Linked DNA regions of Mus musculus: regions 2, 3 and 4 are each linked to region 1. The links are chromatin contacts, called in public HiChIP or PLAC-seq and promoter capture Hi-C maps. All regions are on one chromosome and are shown on one strand. The core of a region is the stretch at or near the end of the contact, and the rest is flanking DNA. Distances in the headings are between cores, read along the strand shown. Region 1 holds the start of Pacrg (PARK2 co-regulated). Region 2 has its middle 43 kb from the start of 1700010I14Rik. Region 3 holds the start of Map3k4 (mitogen-activated protein kinase kinase kinase 4). Region 4 overlaps Prkn (parkin RBR E3 ubiquitin protein ligase).

Evidence for each region. Promoter capture Hi-C pulls out the DNA fragments that hold promoters and counts their contacts. HiChIP or PLAC-seq counts read pairs in DNA pulled down with a chosen protein or histone mark.
Region 2: a contact with region 1 is called in an H3K27ac HiChIP or PLAC-seq map of stem cell-derived neural progenitor cells, with 16 times the contacts expected there. The contact joins the enhancer-like site here to the promoter of Pacrg in region 1. A contact is called at or near these places in 8 of 39 promoter capture datasets (the 3T3-L1 cell line, cranial neural crest, frontonasal cranial neural crest and 5 more), 1 of 484 Hi-C or Micro-C datasets (cerebellum) and 4 of 115 datasets of contacts at active chromatin or transcription factors (SST interneurons, astrocytes, oligodendrocyte precursor cells and 1 more).
Region 3: a promoter capture Hi-C map of liver shows a contact between it and region 1, with 3 times the contacts expected there. The contact joins the promoter of Map3k4 here to the promoter of Pacrg in region 1. A contact is called at or near these places in 1 of 39 promoter capture datasets (liver), 1 of 484 Hi-C or Micro-C datasets (muscle stem cells), 1 of 115 datasets of contacts at active chromatin or transcription factors (astrocytes) and 1 of 9 other capture datasets (adipose tissue).
Region 4: a contact with region 1 is called in a promoter capture Hi-C map of hippocampal neurons, with 4 times the contacts expected there. The contact joins the enhancer-like site here to the promoter of Pacrg in region 1. A contact is called at or near these places in 3 of 39 promoter capture datasets (cranial neural crest, hippocampal neurons and liver) and 3 of 115 datasets of contacts at active chromatin or transcription factors (SST interneurons, embryonic forebrain and embryonic stem cells).

The regions. Positions count from the first base shown.
Region 1 is chr17:10,837,151-10,842,071 of GRCm38.p6, forward strand. Pacrg (PARK2 co-regulated) reads right to left here and starts at 3,041. Exons shown (of 5, transcript NM_027032.2): 1 at 2,611-3,041. The coding sequence starts at 2,718. Prkn (parkin RBR E3 ubiquitin protein ligase) reads left to right here and starts at 3,209. Exons shown (of 12, transcript NM_016694.4): 1 at 3,209-3,339. The coding sequence starts at 3,333.
Region 2 is chr17:9,028,683-9,033,603 of GRCm38.p6, forward strand. No RefSeq gene overlaps it. Among named protein-coding and RNA genes, the nearest start is that of 1700010I14Rik, 43 kb to the left of the region's middle. Within about 2 kb of position 2,944, at least 64 of the 459 cell types and tissues checked have an H3K27ac peak or open chromatin away from gene starts, as enhancers often do. A contact at or near this core is called in SST interneurons, astrocytes, cerebellum and 4 more, where this site is marked.
Region 3 is chr17:12,315,608-12,320,528 of GRCm38.p6, forward strand. It overlaps Map3k4 (mitogen-activated protein kinase kinase kinase 4), which reads right to left and starts at 3,053. Exons shown (of 27, transcript NM_011948.2): 1 at 2,891-3,053. The coding sequence starts at 3,021. 4732491K20Rik (RIKEN cDNA 4732491K20 gene) reads left to right here and starts at 3,246. Exons shown (of 2, transcript NR_045290.1): 1 at 3,246-3,565.
Region 4 is chr17:11,898,098-11,903,018 of GRCm38.p6, forward strand. The region is part of intron 9 of Prkn (parkin RBR E3 ubiquitin protein ligase); the gene reads left to right. Among named protein-coding and RNA genes, the nearest start is that of D17Ertd648e, 17 kb to the left of the region's middle. Within about 2 kb of position 2,449, at least 4 of the 459 cell types and tissues checked have an H3K27ac peak or open chromatin away from gene starts, as enhancers often do. A contact at or near this core is called in hippocampal neurons, where this site is marked.

The sequences.
Region 1 (4,921 bases), core at 1,791-4,290:
GAATGTGGTTTTTTGTTTTGTTTTCATAGCTCCCAAATATTCACATTGTGTAAACAGAGAAACTTTGTCCTGGAAAGTTTGGTCTAGCTGTACTGATGATTGACAGGTAGAGAACAGCTTGGGAGACCTTACATTCCTGAGGTGTGGGGGTGATGAGGGCCCCCATCCAAATCCACCATCTTCACTACTTGCACCGCACTGAAGGAGTGTTTGCCGTCCTAGCCACCGATGCTTAACCATTTGCATCCTGAATCTTTTACTTGTCTTTATGCTTTTCTTCACCATAATGCACCAGCTTCAGCTCAGGACCTCTAATGATCCCCATTGTCCCATCACCCTGCTATCACAGTAATAAAAGATTGCAAGTTTGAGCTAGTCACAGAGCTATCAGTTACAGCCCATCTCAGCCTCTCTTTCAACTAATTATGCCTTCAAACCTAAGCTTAGACATGGACTAAAGCAGCAGCGTGAGAGGAGTTTCTGGGGCTCAGCGAAGTAAGCAACGTCCTCATCACTGTGCCGTTTTGGCAGGTAATGTCTATCTTGGAGATTGTGTCTTTTTGAAACTCTACAGCTTTCTTAGCCTGTTTTCTGAAGGGCCTGGAATCAGGGCCTACAAGTGAGATCTCCACAGCCTTGGATCCATATTCTAACTTGCTGTGTGTGTGTGTGTGTGTGTGTGTGTGTGTGTGTGTGTGTGTGTGTGTGTCTGTGTGTGTGTCTGTGTGTGTGTGTCTGTGTGTGTGTCTGTGTGTGTGTGTCTTTGAGTCAGGGCCTTCATATGGAGGGTAGTTTCCTTTGTTCTTGTGTAGCCCAGGATATCTTCAAGGAGGCTCTACCTTCTGAGCATGAAGTTGTGGCATGCTTCACAATGCCTGACCTATCTTGCTTTTTGATGAGGTTTGTATAAGCCATAAAGGTTTTTTGCTGACAGAGGGAATGAATACTCATTAACTGGTTTTTGGTCATGGACTTTTTCATCATACTCTAAGAAGGTAAACAATCTGCAAATCTCAAATTATACAACTCCTTTCAACTTTTAATGGAAAACACTGTATCAATATGAGTTTAAATATTCTCTGATTGACGACTTTTGTGGTTGCTCACTTTTACTGAGACCAAACCAAAAGTTCATGCTGATGTAACAACCACTCATTGCTTAGGACTACTTGTCCCTGGATTTTTAAGAAATTAGTTCACAAATAATAAATGTTTACATTTATCATCATTTCATAAACAATTTCCATACTTCCTAGGATAGATTCCATGTGTTTTTCTTGGAAGGACATTGAAAAGACATTGCCCACTGAAATGGAGTCTTACAGAGGGAAGGGAAGGTGGCTGAAACTCCTGAGAAGTAGTTTGGAGTTGGCTTTTGGGACACTTGGTTGCAATTTAAAAGATGAATGTTGGTATATACGCTCTGAAGAGAAGTAGACTTTCAGAGGGAGAGAGATACTTTATAATGTGACAAAAAGTACATCCGAGAACTCACAGGTGGTGAACTGTTAAGGACTGAATAGAGATGCACCTTTTCTGTTTCCTGTAACTCTGCAGTTTGCTTTTACACTCTATAACTACTATAGATCAACCAATATACAATAGCAACATAGGAATCCAAGCTGGAAGTCTACAGGTAATCTACTTCATTTGTGTCCTCTAAGTGGTATGTATAAGATTTGCAATATATAAGTAGAAATATAGTGGGACAACGAAGAACACTATTAAGCTAATATATTGAATTGCTGTATAATAAGATCCTCTCAGGGTGTAAATTGTACAAAATTGAAAACTACATTTAGTATTAAATCTCTCACACTCCTAAACAGGTGCCCACTCAGTAGACAAACATGGTTTAGCATACCAAATCATATGGTATTTAATAAACAAGAAGATTGAAAAGCAGTATTAGGCATATAGCTAAACCGTTTGTGTGCCTTTGAATATTTTCCCCTATTCGTGTTAAGAATATTTTATTTGTATTATCACAACTCATAAAAATGAAATAGGGCTTGTATTATTAGAGACACTTGAAATAGAGCTTATATTGTTTAAAATGTATTTAAAAGGCCTATCAGGAACCAGTCTTCACATAAGTAATTTTTGAATACTTTAACAGGTTAATACCTTTTTTTTTGTCAGAATGTTGCTGAGTAAATGCTAAGGCATTCTAAAATGTCCCAGATGAGATAAATTAGTATATATTACTGATGAGTTTATGTGTCTCATACTGGTTCGTGTTAAATTTTGAAAGCCTATGACTTCTAAGAGCATTCACTCCAGAAGGTCTTGTACTGAGTGGACTAAGTTTACAATAAAGATAAGGATTTTTTTCCCCCTTACCAGTGAAACAGCTTAAGTGTAATTTGGGGTAGTGGAGAAAGCACACTTGCTCAAGAAGGTGCTTATACGCTAACTCAGTACATCGCCTGCCCCAAAGGTTCTTTAACCACCTAGCCTACATCTCTGCACACTGTCGGGCAGAGTCTGCTACTGACCGAGTCATTGCCAGTTCTGGTAAACAGTACCAGGACCCAGGGCTTGTCATCCTCTACAACCACATGTCCCCTGATTCGGAGCAAGTGCGTTCAATCGAGGAAGATCACTTACGACTGAGTTTTTCATCATGGCTTTGACTGTGAAGCCCTCAGAAACCAGGGAACGAGGCTGGTGCACCTGGAACGTCTGTTGTGGCAGCAGTTTAGTCCTCTTCGGCATCTTGTCTGGGCATTTGTTTAAGGTCAGGGTCTCTTTTTCTACCACATTCTTCCTAGAAAACGTCTTGTTCTTATCAGAGGTGTGGAAGAAAAACCAGTGGCTTTTACAGAAGTGAGCAGGGGGTCGGGAAAACACTCTAAAAGGCTCTAGTGGTAGAAATTCAACCCCTCGTGCTGCCCAGGGAGATCCAGATGTTTGGCAGCACCAAGGTGGAGGGAGTTTAGGGGAGGAGAGGGGCGGGAAGAGGGCTGGGATCCGAGGCTAGAGTCTCTAAGAGCTTCCAAAGGTGTAAGCCTCCCGGTTGCTAAGCGATTAGTCAACATTAGGAGACGCTAGTCCCGCCCCTCCGTGACGAGCGTTTCCGGAAAAGGTTACCAGCGAAGACAGTTGCAGCTGCCGGAGGCGAATCTTACGGGTTAAAACTACGCCTCCCAGCAGGCTTCGCGCTAGGGGCGGGTGGTTGCGCGTGCGCACTGCGCCCGCCTGGCTCGCGAGGGGAAGGGGGAGGAGGCCTGGATGACTAAACCTGACAGAAACGCTGGTGGGAGGCTCGGGCGGGCGCCAGTGCCCGCGTAGGTCCTTCTCGACCCGCAGCCACCACCCGCCCGGTGACCATGATAGGTACGTGGGTGCCTGCCAGGTACAATCTCTCCGCGCCGCCCCGCGTCCGTGTGTGGCACCACGTCACACCCCACGGGTCCGAGTGGGATCCTCGGGGGCCGACCCGAGCCACCTGTCAGTGTCACGGCGGAGGCGTGCGTGCCGCGCTCCGTCCGCTCTGTGGGCTTCCTCGGCCCGCCCCCCCCCCCCCCCCCGCCCATAGCCTGGTCCGGTGTGTGCTAGAGCATTAGGTATGAGTTTCCAACCTGCCTTAGCCAAGGTTAGCTCGCTGAAGACTGTATCCCCACGGACACCCGCGTGCTCCACTGCGACCCCCGACGGCGGGGCTCGCCCTGCCGCTCCACGGGGTGACCAGCCCAGGTCTGTTTCGGTCAAGCTGTCCTTCACTTCAGGGCGAGTTCACACACCCTAGGACTTAAAGAAAATCTCAGGAAAGCATCTGCCTCGTGGAGATCGCACCTCAGTTCTGTCTTTTTAAATGTGTCCTCGGAGATCTGAGACGAAAGACTAGCCGAGTAGATAACTGCAAAGATGGCTTTTTCCCCCACTACAGTTTGTGACTGGGTGCAGTTTGACCAGTGCAGCTTTGGAAGTGGCCACTAGGGTTGTTCTAAGCAGTGTGAAGTAGGCAGATTGGAAAGGACCTCCCTGACAGAGATGTTATATGTGAAGCCACGTTTTGGGTTCTCCTCCGGGATAAGTAGAAATAAATGCATAATTTAGCGCACATTCCCGTTTGGAGGTTTCGTTACTGTAGACTCGCCGCCCCCATCCAAGTGATGTTCTGAAGATGTAGTGAACTTGTTTGTGATATATGCCTGACAGGTATCGCACTAAGCACATCTGAAGTCGGTCTATTTGAGATGTGTCTAGAAGATGGATGAGAGGTGCATTTATGAAGTAAATGCGTTACACGGTGAAAGTAGCCGAGTCTGTTTTAACTCATAAAAGTAATGTTACAAGTGTGCAGCCCTCCTCTCTTCCTCTTGAGAGTCATGCTAGGCAGCTAAGATGCTCCTGGAAGCAGAGGTGCACGCTCATGGTGTCTAGCTGCTTCTTCCCTCCATAGGGCAGTGTGTATTTTGGATGAATGAATTGGAAACTTGTTAAATTAAGAAAAAAAGTATACATTTTTATGAATGGCACTAAGCTTTTAAGTGACATTTACTTAAGAGTCGTTTGTAAACCCAAATCTGAACTGATTAGTGCGAACCAAGTGGGACAGATTAGGAAAAAAAATACAGATTTTACAAGAGAGAAATACCTCATATTTTGAAAACAATTACACACGTTTAGTTTCTTTCAACTTAAACTAGTTCATGGATGATTTTGATAAGCAAATGTCCCCTAAGGCTATATAAATATAGGAAATTAAGACCTAAAACTTAAAACTATTTTTAAAGTCTCATAAATTATTATATTAATAACTTTAGGATGGAACACAATTTAGCCAGCTTTATTTAGATTTACCTGGAGCCCTCTTAATAAGAACTGTGCCATTTGAATGTTACAATTAAATTAATTAGTAATAAAAACCAGGGAAATAGAAGACAGATTTAAAACTCTTCTTTCTTTGGCTACT
Region 2 (4,921 bases), core at 1,694-4,193, 1.8 Mb before region 1:
GGCAGGACTGATGGCTGCTTGAGTCATAGCACGTAGCCAAAGAAAGCTGGGGCACTGGTCTGAAAACTTCATACCTTGTGGCTAGCTTCACAGTGCTGGAAGGCACTACTCATGCTACTGGAGGAGAAAAGTCATCTGTAATGATTTTTAATATAGAAATTACACCTATCCTTTCTTTCTAGCTCACACATATCCATACACATATGCAGATGGTATATGTGTATAGCCATATACTGACCTATCTTCCTTTGCTTATCCTCCTTAATTCTGATCCAATTAGTTTTGAAAACTCTGAAATGAGTATGAATAATAAGACCCAACCAATTACATGTTGTAGAATTGACACCATGCTGAGATAAAACATAAATATTGGCACAGGAGGACCAACCAACCAACCAACCAAACAAACAAACAAACCCTGTGTTAAAACTCTCTAACTTCTAGGTGATTATACTTTAAATACTTTGTAAAAAGTTTTTAAAAGTAAAGGTGATAGAGGAGTTAATTATTTTATCAAATGATTTGAAGGAAGTATTTGTTAATTTTAGACCAATGTTCCTAAGAAAATGTTTCTCAGAGGAAAACATATCTTTGGTAAACAAATAGATGTATGAAAAGTTTCTTTCCACAGATGCATTTGGGCATAAAACTAAAGATTAATTTTGGTTAATGTTTTACCAAAAGGCATCTTCTTATGAGCAATTGATTGTAAAGTGCATGGTTTATGCTCTACAAGGAAATAATGGAGATTGGTGAGAAAGCTCTCATGTTGGTCTTCCTGTGCACAATAACGGCAAGTCAGGATTGGGAAGCTGGACCTGCTCCTTATGAGGGACTATGGTTTCTCACTGAGGGCAGATCAATGGAACCACACGGTACAAGCACATCCAACAATAGCCGGCACTGTGAGGAATGCAGGTGAATGATCACAGAAAGGCACCTCCTGGCAAAGTCCATCAAAGAGTGGGTTGCACGGTGCTGAAGAGCACACAAAGGGTCCAGGATGCCAAGCTCTGTAACCCAGGAGTCATGAGACTGAATCACCACCCGACGCTACAGAAGGGGTGGTGAGCCTCTGCAGTATCTTCCATGTGTGCCTCTCATGTGATCCAGAAATGTATCCACAATGTCTACCTGGTGTTCTTAGTTTTTACTCAAGAAAGTGAAAGCGTATACATCTGAAGACTTGCTCACAAGGACTTGTGGCAGCTTCATTGGCTGTAGTTTAAAATCTGGGCTGAGACAACATCCCCACACTGCAATCTTTGGTCCCTATCTGATGGGCAGATGATGGGACCTTTAAGATGTGGGCCCCATGGAAGGAAATGAGTTCACTGGGGACATGTCCTTGAAGAGAACTTTCCACCATTGATGTTATTCCTCAACACAGGCAACAAGGATAGAGTCAACCACTATTTCCCAAAAGCCAGGCGTGTAACTACAAACACAAACAACCCTTGTTTCTGTTTTTTTTTTTTTTTTTTTTTTTTTTTTTTTTTTAAGTTTCTCTGGTGTTCCTTTACTTGGCAGAAAGTGGACTCACTCAACTTGAGCATCAATTCTGGAACAATCTCAGTTTGTAACACTCTCATCTGTGTGGTGTTAGGTCTGTAGCGGCTGTTCATGTGAGTAGTATGCATTGAAGCTGTTCTCTGAAGGATCAGATTATAAGCTGCCCTTTGCCAGAAGGGGGCAACATACCAGAGAGACCAGTGAGACCTCTAACAGCCCTAAGCATCTCAGACACCTGCTTCTAACACCTTGCTTTCACAGAAGAGCTCGCTGGTGTCCTGAAGCCTCGGAGCTGACGGGAAATCAGTCATTCTGGGCAGCATCCTTAAGCTTTGATCTTTCCAGCAGCAATGTGAATTTTACATATTTTTTTTCCCCCCACCGGCATACTTTGTTAGGTTTTTTTTTTTTTTTTTTTTTTATCACAAAAGACTAAGGCTTAGCCTTTGATAAATTCTCATTTGCAGAGATAAAGTAAAAGGGGGAAAAAGCATTGGGACCTTATAGGAAATGGCAATTTCACCCCAACACCCCCCCCCACCACACACACTCATGCAGTGATAATTTCGAAGTTTAGAAGGGTAACACACACACACACACACACACACACACACACACACATATACACACACACACACACACACACACACACACACACACACACACACACACACACACACACACACACACACACACACACACACACACACACACACACACACACACACACACACACACACACACACACACACACACACACACACACACACACACACACACACACACACACACACACACACACACACACACACACACACACACACACACACACACACACACACACACACACACACACACACACACACACACACACACACACACACACACACACACACACACACACACACACACACACACACACACACACACACACACACACACACACACACACACACACACACACACACACACAGACACACACACACACACACACACACACACACACACACACACACACACACACACACACACACACACACACACATACACACACACGCACACACACACACCTACCCCTTCAAGCATGAAAAAAGCATTTGAATTAAGCCAGGCACACAAAGCAAGAGAATTGTGGAGAGAAGCTCTCTGACAGGCAAGCCTGCTCTTTATTCTCTTGAGCTAATTCTGCCACACGACACACTGGCATCCAGAAAAGTAAGATTCTGACAGGCTAATTTCAGCTTGTGCTTCCAATGAAATGTACATAAGGCACTTGTTACGTCTAGTGACAGTCAGTGTCATTTTCTGTTTAAAAGCAATCCATTTGTGTGGATGCCTAGGAGAGCAGGTGCCCGTTGAGGGAGTAGGAAGGGCGTTTGGGGTCTAGTGAAGGTTTGCACGGCCGCTTGGCTGAGGCAAGGGAAGTGAGGCTCGGCCCGGATCATCAGGCTGGATTATCAGGCTGCTTGGGTTCAAGGACAGAGTCATCAAGTCAAGCTGGTGTCTGTCCATGACTTCCCCCGTCAGCGGTAAGATCTTAGGACCTATAGAACAGACGATCAGGTGGTGATATCGTTTGCTTATCAGTCCAGCTTGCTGCAGCTGCGAAGTAGAAAAGCTAAAAACAAAGTCTCTGAGGACAGACACATCAGAATACGGAAACAGAACACCAAAAAAACAAAACGGAGGCAGGCTAAAGGAGGACACGTGTGACCAGTAGGTGGCGCCATTATACCGCACAGAACCCGGCTTTCTGGCAGAGCTCTACTGGGGAGATTAGAGCCATATACAATTTCCTGTTGGCATTGAAGGTGAAGTCAAGGGTTGATATAAAGAGCTCCATGAGGCTCTGAAAATGCCGCATGCCGGCAGCAACCCAGGCTCACCCTTAAAAGAACTTCAGGAGTGAGGGCGCCAAGGAGGATACTGAGTCATAGCCCCATCGAAATAGTGTCTGATGTCACTGGCGAAAATAGACCCGGAGATCTCTTCTGTTTATCCCGCTGTAAAGAGGTGACATTCATCGGGTGACTAGAGAGTTCATTTAATTATAAAAGACAGAGCCATAATAGAGAAGCAGGATACGACTCCCTTGTCTAAAAGGTGTGGTGGATATTTGGAACCATGTATTTCCTAACCTGTGGTTTACAGCGTCTTTTAAAATTTGCTTTCCAAAGGAAACAGCATTTGGAACAGCAAAGATTGCTCAGGTCAAGACAGTGTGTAATTACAGTGCCAGATGGAGACTATTTCTGCCAACCACGATTCTAATTTCGTCTTTCCCTTTACCCAGTACTAAATTGAGTCTACTTAATAGAGACGCGTACTGCCAAAGCCACCCACAGCCCGTGTCCCATTCTGATTTCCACCTATCTTGTAAGATTTCAGACAAGCTTGAGGTTTAGATTGAACAAAGACAAGCTGAGCTACCATAGGGCTGGCTAATCTACAAAGAGGATCTGGGGGTGGGGTGGGTGCTTAAACAGTACATAGAGTGGGCAGGCACAGTCCTCTGACCAGAAAAGCCTCAGGCAAGGACAGTCTGGCACCCCCCTGTTGTGGATTTAAACTACCATTTCTTTGCACTGACTCTCAACTATCTCAGCAGGGATTTTGCTCAGCAATCTTTGCAGAGCCTGTTTCTTCCCTACATACTGAGTATGAGCAGTGGGTAGGGTTTTATTTCATCCTCCTTCCCCAAAATCACTGTGGTTTCAGGGAACTAGAACAGAACATGGGCCTCAGTGTGGGGCAGCTGTAGAGCAGTGATCTGACCATGGAAGCTAGCTTCGCCACAGGGGTGTACTTTTTGTTTGTAGGGACTAGAAAGTATGGGAATAGGTATGAAAGGAATAGGGCTGGACAGAAGGGAGGAATGGGAGAAATGAGGGGGAGAGGGGTGGAGAAAAGAATAGAGGGGAGGAGAGGATGGGAGGGGAGAAAAGAGGAGGGGAGGAGAAAAGGAGAGGGGGAGGGCAGAGGAGAAGAGGGGAAAAGAGGATAGGGGAAGGAAGAGAAGAAGGGAAGATGAGCGAGGAGGGGGAGGAGAGGAGAGGGGAGGGAAGAGGAGGGAAGGAAAATGGAAAGGGGAGAGGGAGAAAGGAGAGGAGAGGGGAGGGGAAAAGGGAGGGGAATGTAGAGGAGGGGAGTGGGGAGGGAAGAGGAGAAGAGGGGAAAAGAGGATAGGGGAAAGAAGAGAAGAAGGGAAGATGAGCGAGGAGGGGGAGGGGGAAAGGAGAAGAAAAGGGAAGGGAAAAAGGGAGGGGAATGTAGAGGAGGGGAGTGGGGAGGGAAGAGGAGAAGGAAAGTCAGAAGAGGAGGGGAAGGGGAAGAGAAGGGAAGGGAGGAGAGGGGAGGGAAGCCCCATAGAACTTGATCAATGATAAGGATGTACAGCCGAAGCTTCGGA
Region 3 (4,921 bases), core at 1,803-4,302, 1.5 Mb after region 1:
TCACATCCACGCCAGAACAGAGTTTCTGCCATCCTGGAGGCACTGCTGCCAGTTGGCTGCTCCTCTGTCTCAAGCCACCCCTGCAAGAGCACCTACAGCTGGAGTGGTTCAGGTAAAGACGCATCGGACACAAAACTGTCTGCAGCTTCACCAGATTAGTAATAGGTGACAGCCTGAGTCAAGACAGAAACAAATGAGCTCAGGTGGCGATTCAGGCTCAAGGTGGGGATTTGAGATAGCAGAGAGATTAGAGTGCCCAGAAGTAAGGATGCTCAAACGCTTTTAAAGAAATGAAACCCATTTTCACAAATAAACTTAGAAGAGCAACACTACACAGAGTTAGTAACAAGGCCGCTGGTTAGGAAAGGGTATAATGAGATTTACTGACACTGTACTCAGAAGGTCAGTGGATGACAACAACGAAACCATATTTAACATAACTATCTTAAAGCAAAGGCTACAATAGGCAGGAACACTGTATCAGACTTCGTATCAAATTTACTGGTGTTTGTTAAATGCACAAATCAAATAAATAAATAAATAAATAAACAAAAAACAAGGGTCAAGTTGCTTCAAACTAATTCTAATAGTGTTCCTAAGCAACATCAGGATCCTCTCAAACGTGGCCCAGATGCTTGAAAAGGAAGGAAGAAGGTTTATCCAAAAGTTTACTCACTAAGAACAACTGTAACCACCTTCATAAGTTCTCTACCAAAACTAGGGATCCGACAGAGCCCCGTCAGCTGGCAATCTGTTTTCTGTTCTTCCATCATTGCATAACTCACTGTCAGGAGCGAAGCGCACCCACAGCAGACATCCTGGGTGCTGGCATCTGCCACGTGCACTTGCCATACAGCTTTCGGGGCCAACAAGTACGGGCCTGACTCCTACAGAAGACCTGTGCTCGAGCACAGCCTGCGTGATCAATGACACACACGCACAGCCGAGGAACAACAACATCAACAGCTTTATTCTGGTCTGCCAGAGAGCCACCTGGAAATGCTAGGTAACAGATTAGTGGTCGCTGGCGTGTTGGGGGGAGGCACTGAGCAGATTCGGGATGTATACGGCAATGTATGAGCCTCTTGTGAATAGGTAGGAATGTGGACCACATACAAACAGCTGGAGCTCCCTGCAACATCGCTTACCACAGATGGACAGTAATAGTGCCAGAGGTCACCCCTGCCAACTGAAGAGGAGGCAGTGTCCATTACTGCAGCAAAAAGGCAAAGCAGCAGCTTCACCAAGAGAAAAAAAAAATCTGCTCTACGCATTTGCTATTGTAAAATTAACTGCAATGTTGCTAAGAAAAATACTTCAAAGATCTCCTTGTTCTGTACACTGCTGTTCACGTAAAGTTGGATGAGGCCCATTATCCTGACCTATTTTTATTATAACAAAGAGACAGGCTCCTGGCTGGAAGGCAAGGCTGTTTATCAATAGGAAAGCAGCGTTTTGATAGCAGATTTTTATCCCTCTGCCTAACACCGCTCAAGTCCATTTTCTCCCCCGAGAACAGTTACATAGAATTATAATGTCGGGTCTGTGGGTATGAAATCATCCCTCTTCCTCGTGATAATTAAGGCACAAACTAGGCAGCCAGACTTTTGTTCATTACAAGCTGTTAATCTTTATATATGCTATTTACCTTTTGCCTCAGTTTCCTCTTACATAAAGGAGATGAATAGCAGAATTAACTCATAAGACTGTTATAAAGATTAAATGAATTAACAAAAGTAATGGCTACGTGATAAAACATTTTAAGCATTAAGTAAGGACTCACATTTATTATTTCTAAAATAACGATTAAAGGAGTAAAAATTGCTCAACAGCTCAATACATTAAGAAAATTATGAACTTTCTGAAAAAAGACTTCTAATAGCACCCTGTACTATTCCTTAAAGAAAATGCCCCAAAAGATGTCACAGAACTATCTTGAAATTAAGAAACACAATGCAGTAGCTCTCACGGCTTTGAAAAAGTAAAATTCCTCTCAGGCAACCCAGTGGTGACAAGCAAGGATGTGAATGGCTCCCGTGTTCGGGTCTCGCTACAACTATAAATTTGCTATTTCTTCAAGCAGGAAAAAGCAAAGCTATTTAACTGCCTTCTTCCTGAGGTTATAGAGCGAGACCTTAAGCCAGGAGGAGTTGTGGGAGTGTTTTCACTATAGGGGACAGGAAGCAGTCAAAGTTTATCCTGAGATGCAAAGGACTGGCATTTAAACACAAAATCAGGACACCGTGAGTTTACCCTCCCAATTAAAACTTGAGACTCTTCGTAGCAGTTAAAAGAGCTTCTACGGAGCAGAATGCAACAGATACTCTGGGTACCAAAGTTCCATCTTGGAGCTTCCTGCGGTAGCAAAGTTTCACACATAAACCCTTAGCTATTTTCGTGCGCAACACTGCATCAGGCTGTTGCTAGAAGACAGTAAAAGGATCTCTGACAAGGAACCTTGTCTGCAGTTACGTGAAGCTTCGCCCTGGGGACAGAAGGCTGGGAGGCGCGCTGCAAAGGGCTGAAGGAGCAAGGAACTGCCGAGAGGCACGTCGCCTCTCTTTTCCTGGAAAAAGGAGAAAGATGGACCACCTTCCTTCCATCCGATCACTGATCCGAGCCCGAGCGGCAGTCCGGGGCAAGCTGGGGCTGTCTGCAGCAGGGCCCCGGGGAGCACTACTGCAAAGGCCAGGGTCGCTCGGGAGCTTGGCCTCCGAGCCCGGGCAGGGGTCGCGCGGAAGCGGAGCACCGGGCTCCGCGCTGCACCGCGCCCCTCCCGCCACCGGAGGTCCGGATGCTCCGCGCCCACCTGGCGCGCAGCCGAGGACCCCACGCCCCCTTCACGCGCCACCCTGCTCCCTCCGAGCTGCAGCTGCAGCCGTGCACTCACCTCGCCGCTGGGCAGCACTCCGGATCCGGCTCGGGCTGTGGCGGCGGTGCTGGCCGCAGCTCCTCCATGGCGGCTGCAGGGGTGTCGGCGAGGGCAGGAGGGGGCACCGGCTCGGCGATGGCGTCTCTCATCCGTGCACCAAGCTTCGCATGACCGCGGCGGGTCGTCAGCTGCAGCCTGGTGCGGGAAGACCAGGAGCCGCGGGGTGAGGGAGTGACTCGACTCCGCCTCCGCCTCTAGCCCGCCGCAGGAGCCGTGCGCGCAGCGGCCATCTTGGGAACGGCGGCCGGCCGAACGCTGGGCTACGGCGGGCAGCGAGGGACACGCCTCGGCGGGCGGCTGAGTCCGCCTGGGCGGGGCGAGGCGGGAGGGAGGAGCGCACTGGCCAGTGGTAAATCAGGTGTCGCTGGGTGACCGCGGGTGGCCTCGGGAGGTCCTGAGGCTAAGGGCACAGGAGACATTTGGAGAGGTAGGGTTGTCTGGGCGAGCAGGAATGCTTCATAAACTGGAGCTCAAGGTCTCTGCGCCACTGGATTCTGCCTTTCGGAATAAGGATGATGTCACCCAGACGCCCACAGCTCTGACATGGAAGTGTGGGCCTTCTGCAGACTCAGACCATCAGAGTGACACACCAATCAGGCAGCAGAGGACGCCGTCCTCACCCAGGATCCCAAGGTTAGAAAGTGCTTTTTCAGAAACTTGCACAGTTGCTACACTAAAGAAGAAAGAAAGGGATAAAGAAGTTGTAAAGATTTGAAGTTATTAAAAGAATTGAAATAGCAGAGCATCTTTCAGTCATTCTTAGCTTGCGCAGCTTTACAGCCTTTGAGTTGCAATCATGCCTTCTGAAATCCAGATTCAGTTCAGAAATCGTATTCAGAATCAAATATGTTTGTTTCCACTTAGTTTGATTTTTTTTAAAAAAATGATTCTTTAGCTTTGCTATGTAGAGATATAAATTTTGAACAAATTTTTTTAACTGACTGAAAGAAAAAATTTCAAGGTAAGATTTAAGAGCTAAGCAAGATAAAGATACTCTGAAATCAGCTGTGTTACAGAAATGTCTCTGTAATTAAAGAGCATACTCTTGCTGTTGTTACAGTAGACTACATTATCTATAATGTCTGCCAGTGCTGGATTTCTGAGTTGACATCCCTTTCATTAATTCAACAACATGCAGTCAGTCAACAACTATTCAGTGCACATATTGCATTAGGACTTCGGGAGACACTAAGGAAGCAGCCGTGAGAAGTTGCCTAATGGAGGGAGAGAGAACAAAGCAAAACGAAGCATTCAAAGGAAATGAACTCAGTCTATCCTAATAATTTTAAAGACCCATTCATTTTCACTGAGAGCTCTGCAGAGTGTTTCCCATCTCTCTGTAATTCTGATAGTTTCGTCTCCCTCTACACTGGGCTAACCTGAGCCCTCCTTAAATTGCATATGAGGAGAGTCGATAAGGAAACCTCTGACTGCTGCCAGGAAGTGAGCCAATGGGCACACTGCTTCCCACTCATAAAACGCTGAACACAAATCAGCCTCAGGAAGAGCCATGACTTTTTTTTATCCTTCATTGTCTACTGGGTACCGCATATTCTAGAAGGAACTAAAGACATTTACATCATCTCATCGTACCACTCGATGTGCATAGAGACCTAGATTACTTGATACTAACTCGGTTTGTGTGCAGGGCCTTTTTGCCTCAACATACATAGATAGACTAGCTGATTCACAATGGTCTTTCTCAGCAGCACTCTCCGGTGCCTCCAGGGTTCCAGGCCAGAGACCTCAGCATCCTCCGCTTACTCTCAGAGCATTTCTTTACCTCTAGACTGTTGGCTCCTTTGGAGCAGAAACCATTCTTTGGACCTACGTGTCACCCAGTCACCAAGTGTCAGGAGCCCAGGGCTTAATACATGGTAGGAACCTAGCAAATACTGTTATGGAGGCGTTAAAGACAAGCCACCTTAGAACATGGCAAATGGTCACCTTGCTAACTTCACTCTTAAATGGCTTCAGAAGGAGCCACTG
Region 4 (4,921 bases), core at 1,199-3,698, 1.1 Mb after region 1:
TCTCTTTGCAGCACATACTTGACTTGAGTGACATGCGATTAGGCCTTCTGCCATTTGCTTCTAGAAAGACGAAGCGTTTCAGATCTTAGCTTGCTATTATTTTCTTTAAAATTATCAAAAATATAACTTCTGCTCTAATAGCACTGAGTCTCTCAGGTCCCTGAATCCCCAGACTGGTTACTTATGCAAATAGCTGTGCTGTGTAATTAGAGGAAAGCATTTTGGTTAAATTGCCTTTCTGCACTGAGGACTCTATCTTAGACCAACCTTTGTAAGTAAATTGAACCTGCTGAGTTTGGAAATTAGACAGCAAGGCACAAATGGGTACATTTCTTCAGTCAGCGTTGCCGTTTTGCATCGATCTCAGATTAACTTGAAGCAACTGTACAAACTGGGAAAGGAAGGCAATACCCCGTGCACCACGGTGAGCCAGCCGCCAGAGGCAGCTATCACTGCACAGCTCCAAGGCTCACCCCCGCAAATACCCATCACCTTTAGCAGAATTATAGTACAGGGGAATGAATTTTAAAATTATTTTTATGTATTTTTACATAGAATCTTTTTCCTCAGCATACTATTTTTATTGACTCTTTGTAAGTTTCACTTCCGTCCTCCCAGATCACACTCACTTCCCAGTTCTTCCATGTCTGCCCCCAACCCTTGTGGTATGCCCCCCCAACAAAATAAAAATAATAATAAAAAGCAAGTCCAATCCGTGTTGTCCATATACTCACTGGGGGATGGTCAAATTTCCAGAGACCAGCCCCCTAGAGAAAAATGAGTCCTTCTCGACCTGCAGCCCGGCCGCCGGGAACGGCCATCGTTGGAATATACATTTCAGTATCGTTATCACAGTTTTTAAGAGTTCTCTTTCAAAAACAAAAACAAAAACAAAAAAAAAACAAAAAACAAACAAACAAAAGCAGGGCAGTGGTGGCGCACACCTTTAATCCCAGCACTTGGGCGACAGAGGCAGGTGGATTTCTGAGTTTGAGGCCAGCCTGGTCTACAGAGTGAGTTCCAGGACAGCCAGGGCTACACAGAGAAACCCTGTCTCGAAAAACAAAAGCAGAAACAAAAAACAAAAACAAAAAAGAGTTCTCTTTGATGGCCTCCTTTGAAGGTTGTTATGTTTGGGGGGGGGTGGAGTGGGAATTGGAAGCCTTCTGAGTCCTTTTTTCTCAACTGTGCATCTGTGGTCATCGATACCACTGCAAAAGTAGCTTCTTTATACTCGTCATCAGGAGCTTGGATAATGGGCTTCCATATGGTTTCCACAATAGCACAAGCCATGAACACAGCCCCTGGCTGAAGTAGAACCACAGAACCAAACAAGGCCCTCGGAGGCAGTCATGGACTCAGGTGGCAGCGCGGGCCATTCTCATCAGAAATATAATTCTTATGTTATGTGGGACTAGAGATGTAGCTCAGTTGTAGAGTGCCTGGTTAGCATACATGAGGTCCTGGGTTTGAGCCACTGTAGTATATAAACCAGGTGTGCTGGTACACTCCTATCATCCCAGCCATCACAGGCTAGAGCAAGTTCTGCTGAGAAAGATCTGGAAGATAGAGATGCCTAAAGGCAGGCTACACTAGCATTCTGTATCTCTTGTTACTTAAAACAAATAATGTGACATGTTCCTGAGATACTATCTGGACTACCCCTATTCTTAGCTGTGGTCAGTTCTGAGTTACCCTGGTGTTTAATTTTAAGACAAAAAAAGTAAGTGGGATATGGATGAATCAGAAATGCTTCAACTAAAAGAGACAAAAATGCCTGCAAGGAGAGATGCTTACAAAGCCAGTCGTGAGAATATGCTTAAGGACTGTTCTTACTGAGGCTGGGAAAGAGAGTCCAAGTGGACTTGCCCCGGGCACTGAAGGTCATTCTGTGCGTGGTGCCAACTGACGTCTTGCTCTACTGAGGACCGAGCAAATGGAAGTGGTTATACAATGTAGCCGGGGAGAATGCATCATCATGTAAAATCGGACCATAAGGGCTCTCCCTCTGGAGAAGCACAGCCTGAGTAGAGAGTGCTCATCTCTATTCTCCTTGAGACAGGCTTGGAAAGGATAGCAGGTCCTCGGGCATTTTATCTCCTGCCCTGCCTGAGGCAGAGGCTCGCGCTGGGTGGCCTTTTGAGTCGATATCCATTCCTCTGACTCTGGAGAATTATAGAAGGCCCTGAATCTGATCCCAGTGAATTCCAAAGCAAGAACACACCTGTAAAGTGCGGGCACACACACATTCTGTGGTGCTGAATTAACACCTGGACTCTCAGACAGTCGTGCAATCATTTCTTTTGTTGTCTGTGATTGCAAACTAACAGTTATTAGTCTATCACGGCACTTAAAAAAAAAAAAAAGATCCAGCTTTTAAGCCCAACATGTACAGTGCTTCTATTAGCGAAGCGTTGCCATGGATACATTGGATCAAAACTTCACTCCCCGAAATAATAATACAGAAGACATTCCCTTGTGTTGAAAGGTAGGTCATTTATATCATCTACTATTGTTGAACCCTTATTATAAACCAGGACCTGTCTCATACATCGGCATGCAAAGATGAAAAAGTAAGTCACAGTGCTTCTGGGGGGCCTGTGAGGGAGGGGGTGTCGGCACTTACTATTCAGCTATAGTTTACCAAATGCTGGGAGGGGTTACACTGAGCAGTAAGAGGTCGAATGGCCATTCCTAATAGCTCAACCAAGAAACCTCCATCCAGTATGAGTCTGTGCATCACTGCCCCCTGCCTGGCCATTCTGCTTAATGGTATGACTTAATGGTTTTGCCTAGACACTTGAGTCAAAGCTGATGGCCAATGCTTTAAATTCCTTTGAGAGGAGCTGGACCAACCCATTCCCAGGAGATGAGTGAGCTTTCAAATGCCAATGTCAAGCAGAAAGATGCCTTGGCAAAACCATCCACGCCTAAACAGGCCTGCTTCCTTAGGTTGACAGAGCTAGAAGTTCAAAGAAACCAAAGAATGGTCCTCCCCTCTACACTGGGAGGACAGCTCCACATATAGCCTTTATAGTGACTCCCTCTCTCCCCTCCCCTTTGGCTTCAGTTTCTTGATTAAAATTAAAAATTACCTCCTTGGATCTTGATAGCACTGAAATGAACCATGGAAAAGGCCCCAAGCCATGATGGCAGCAGTCATTAGGATAAGCAGGCAAAGACAAGTTCCCATATTTCTGAGCTCTAGTGCCAGTGACCTCCTGGGATCGAGGGCAGAAGGGGGCGAGGGGGAGAGGGAGAGAGACAGACAGACAGACAGACAAGTCTAAACAGTGAGGACTAGTCTTCAAAAAAGCCACACTTCCCAACGCTCTCCTCATTAAGTCTCTTACAGACACACGTGCCCATTCCTCCAGCCCTCGAGACTCTTTGGGCTACGTCTTGAAGCCTCTATCTTTGCATACTGTGTGGTTACAGACCTGAAAATAATCTTATCTCCTATTCCCACACCATGTCACTGATATGGCTTTCAAGGTATATTAATACCTTCCTTCGTGCTACACAAGTAGATATACCAACACAGCAACAAATTCTACATCCAGGTTAAAATTCCAGATGAAGGATGAAGAGGAAGAGTGAGGCTGGCTCCACAGGCCCCAGGCTGCTGCAAACAGGCCAAGGGGGTCATGACTTGCAGGGTAAGAAGGGAGCCTGGCTCCCGAGGTCATCATCATTGTCAGGATTCCTAACAGAAGGTTGGGAAAGAACCCTCACAGCTGCCAGCATTGCATAGAGGCCACCCTGTGGTGCTGTGAATGATGTTTCTAACCTTTAAAAAAAAAACAAAAAAACAAGTGCAGGCCAGACTGCTTCTGCCTATGACCTTCATAGTAGAGCAGTGGTCTTCACAGCACATGCTGGGCCCGAGCTTAGTGGAAGAACCAAGCCCCAGTACCCAAAAGCTCCAATTCCAGCCCTGTTAGTTGATCCCACATCACTTCTGCCATGGGAGGACAAGTAATTAAAAGCTTGTGTCCCTAGAAGTCACTGCAGCTTCGAAAGATGACAGGGGAAGCCCCAAGCAGCAATGGCAGAGTTTATCTAGAATGGAAGATGGTCTTACGCCATTTGTCCTGTTTGAGAATAAGCTAAAGAAGCCTGCAAAAGAGCACAGCAGATTGAGCAGAAAAAAAAAAAATTAACTGTGTGAGCAGTGGCTACTGTGTAAAGGACATATATGTATTGTTCAAAAAACATGGAAGTGTCTGGAATGACACCCACAAATTACTCAGAGCTCTGCTGTTCTGTGCTGTGACATTGGCCGGATGCACACCTACTCTACCACCCCTATAACAAGTCTAATATAAGCAATGCCTGTATCCCATGACCTTCTCTGACCACGGACTCCCATTTGCATTTGACTTCACCAATGCTGCTTGCCTTAGGCTGGAAGCCATGTCACCCTCAAAGTCATGGCTCCATTAATTAATGTCCACCCACTATCAATGTATTGAGAAGTTTCTTTATCAAGCACAGGCTTAATGTTTGATCCAACCTGACTCAATGCTTACCAGAAACACCCAAAATTAAACTAGGGAAAGGCTGGCCTAAGACCAAGCAGTGACACCCACAGGCTTCATTTCCACTAAGCTGTAGAGGTTTTAAATCTGGATTCCTCCTTTCCAGGGCACCCACTCAAAACTATCACATACCTGTCCTTCCCACGCATTCATCCTAGGCAGACACCTGGACCAAGCAACCCCTTCACCAGCACCCTGTTATTGCTGGTGTAGTACACACTACATCAGGTCTATTGAAGTGTTTGAGGGTCAACACCTGGACCCCAGCAGCCCCAATAAGCCAGGCTTGACTACCATGCAAGTAATACTGAAAAGCAGAGTAGATTTAGTTAACAGAGCCACACGGGGAAGAAGGATGTGAAGAGTTCTAGCGATCCCCA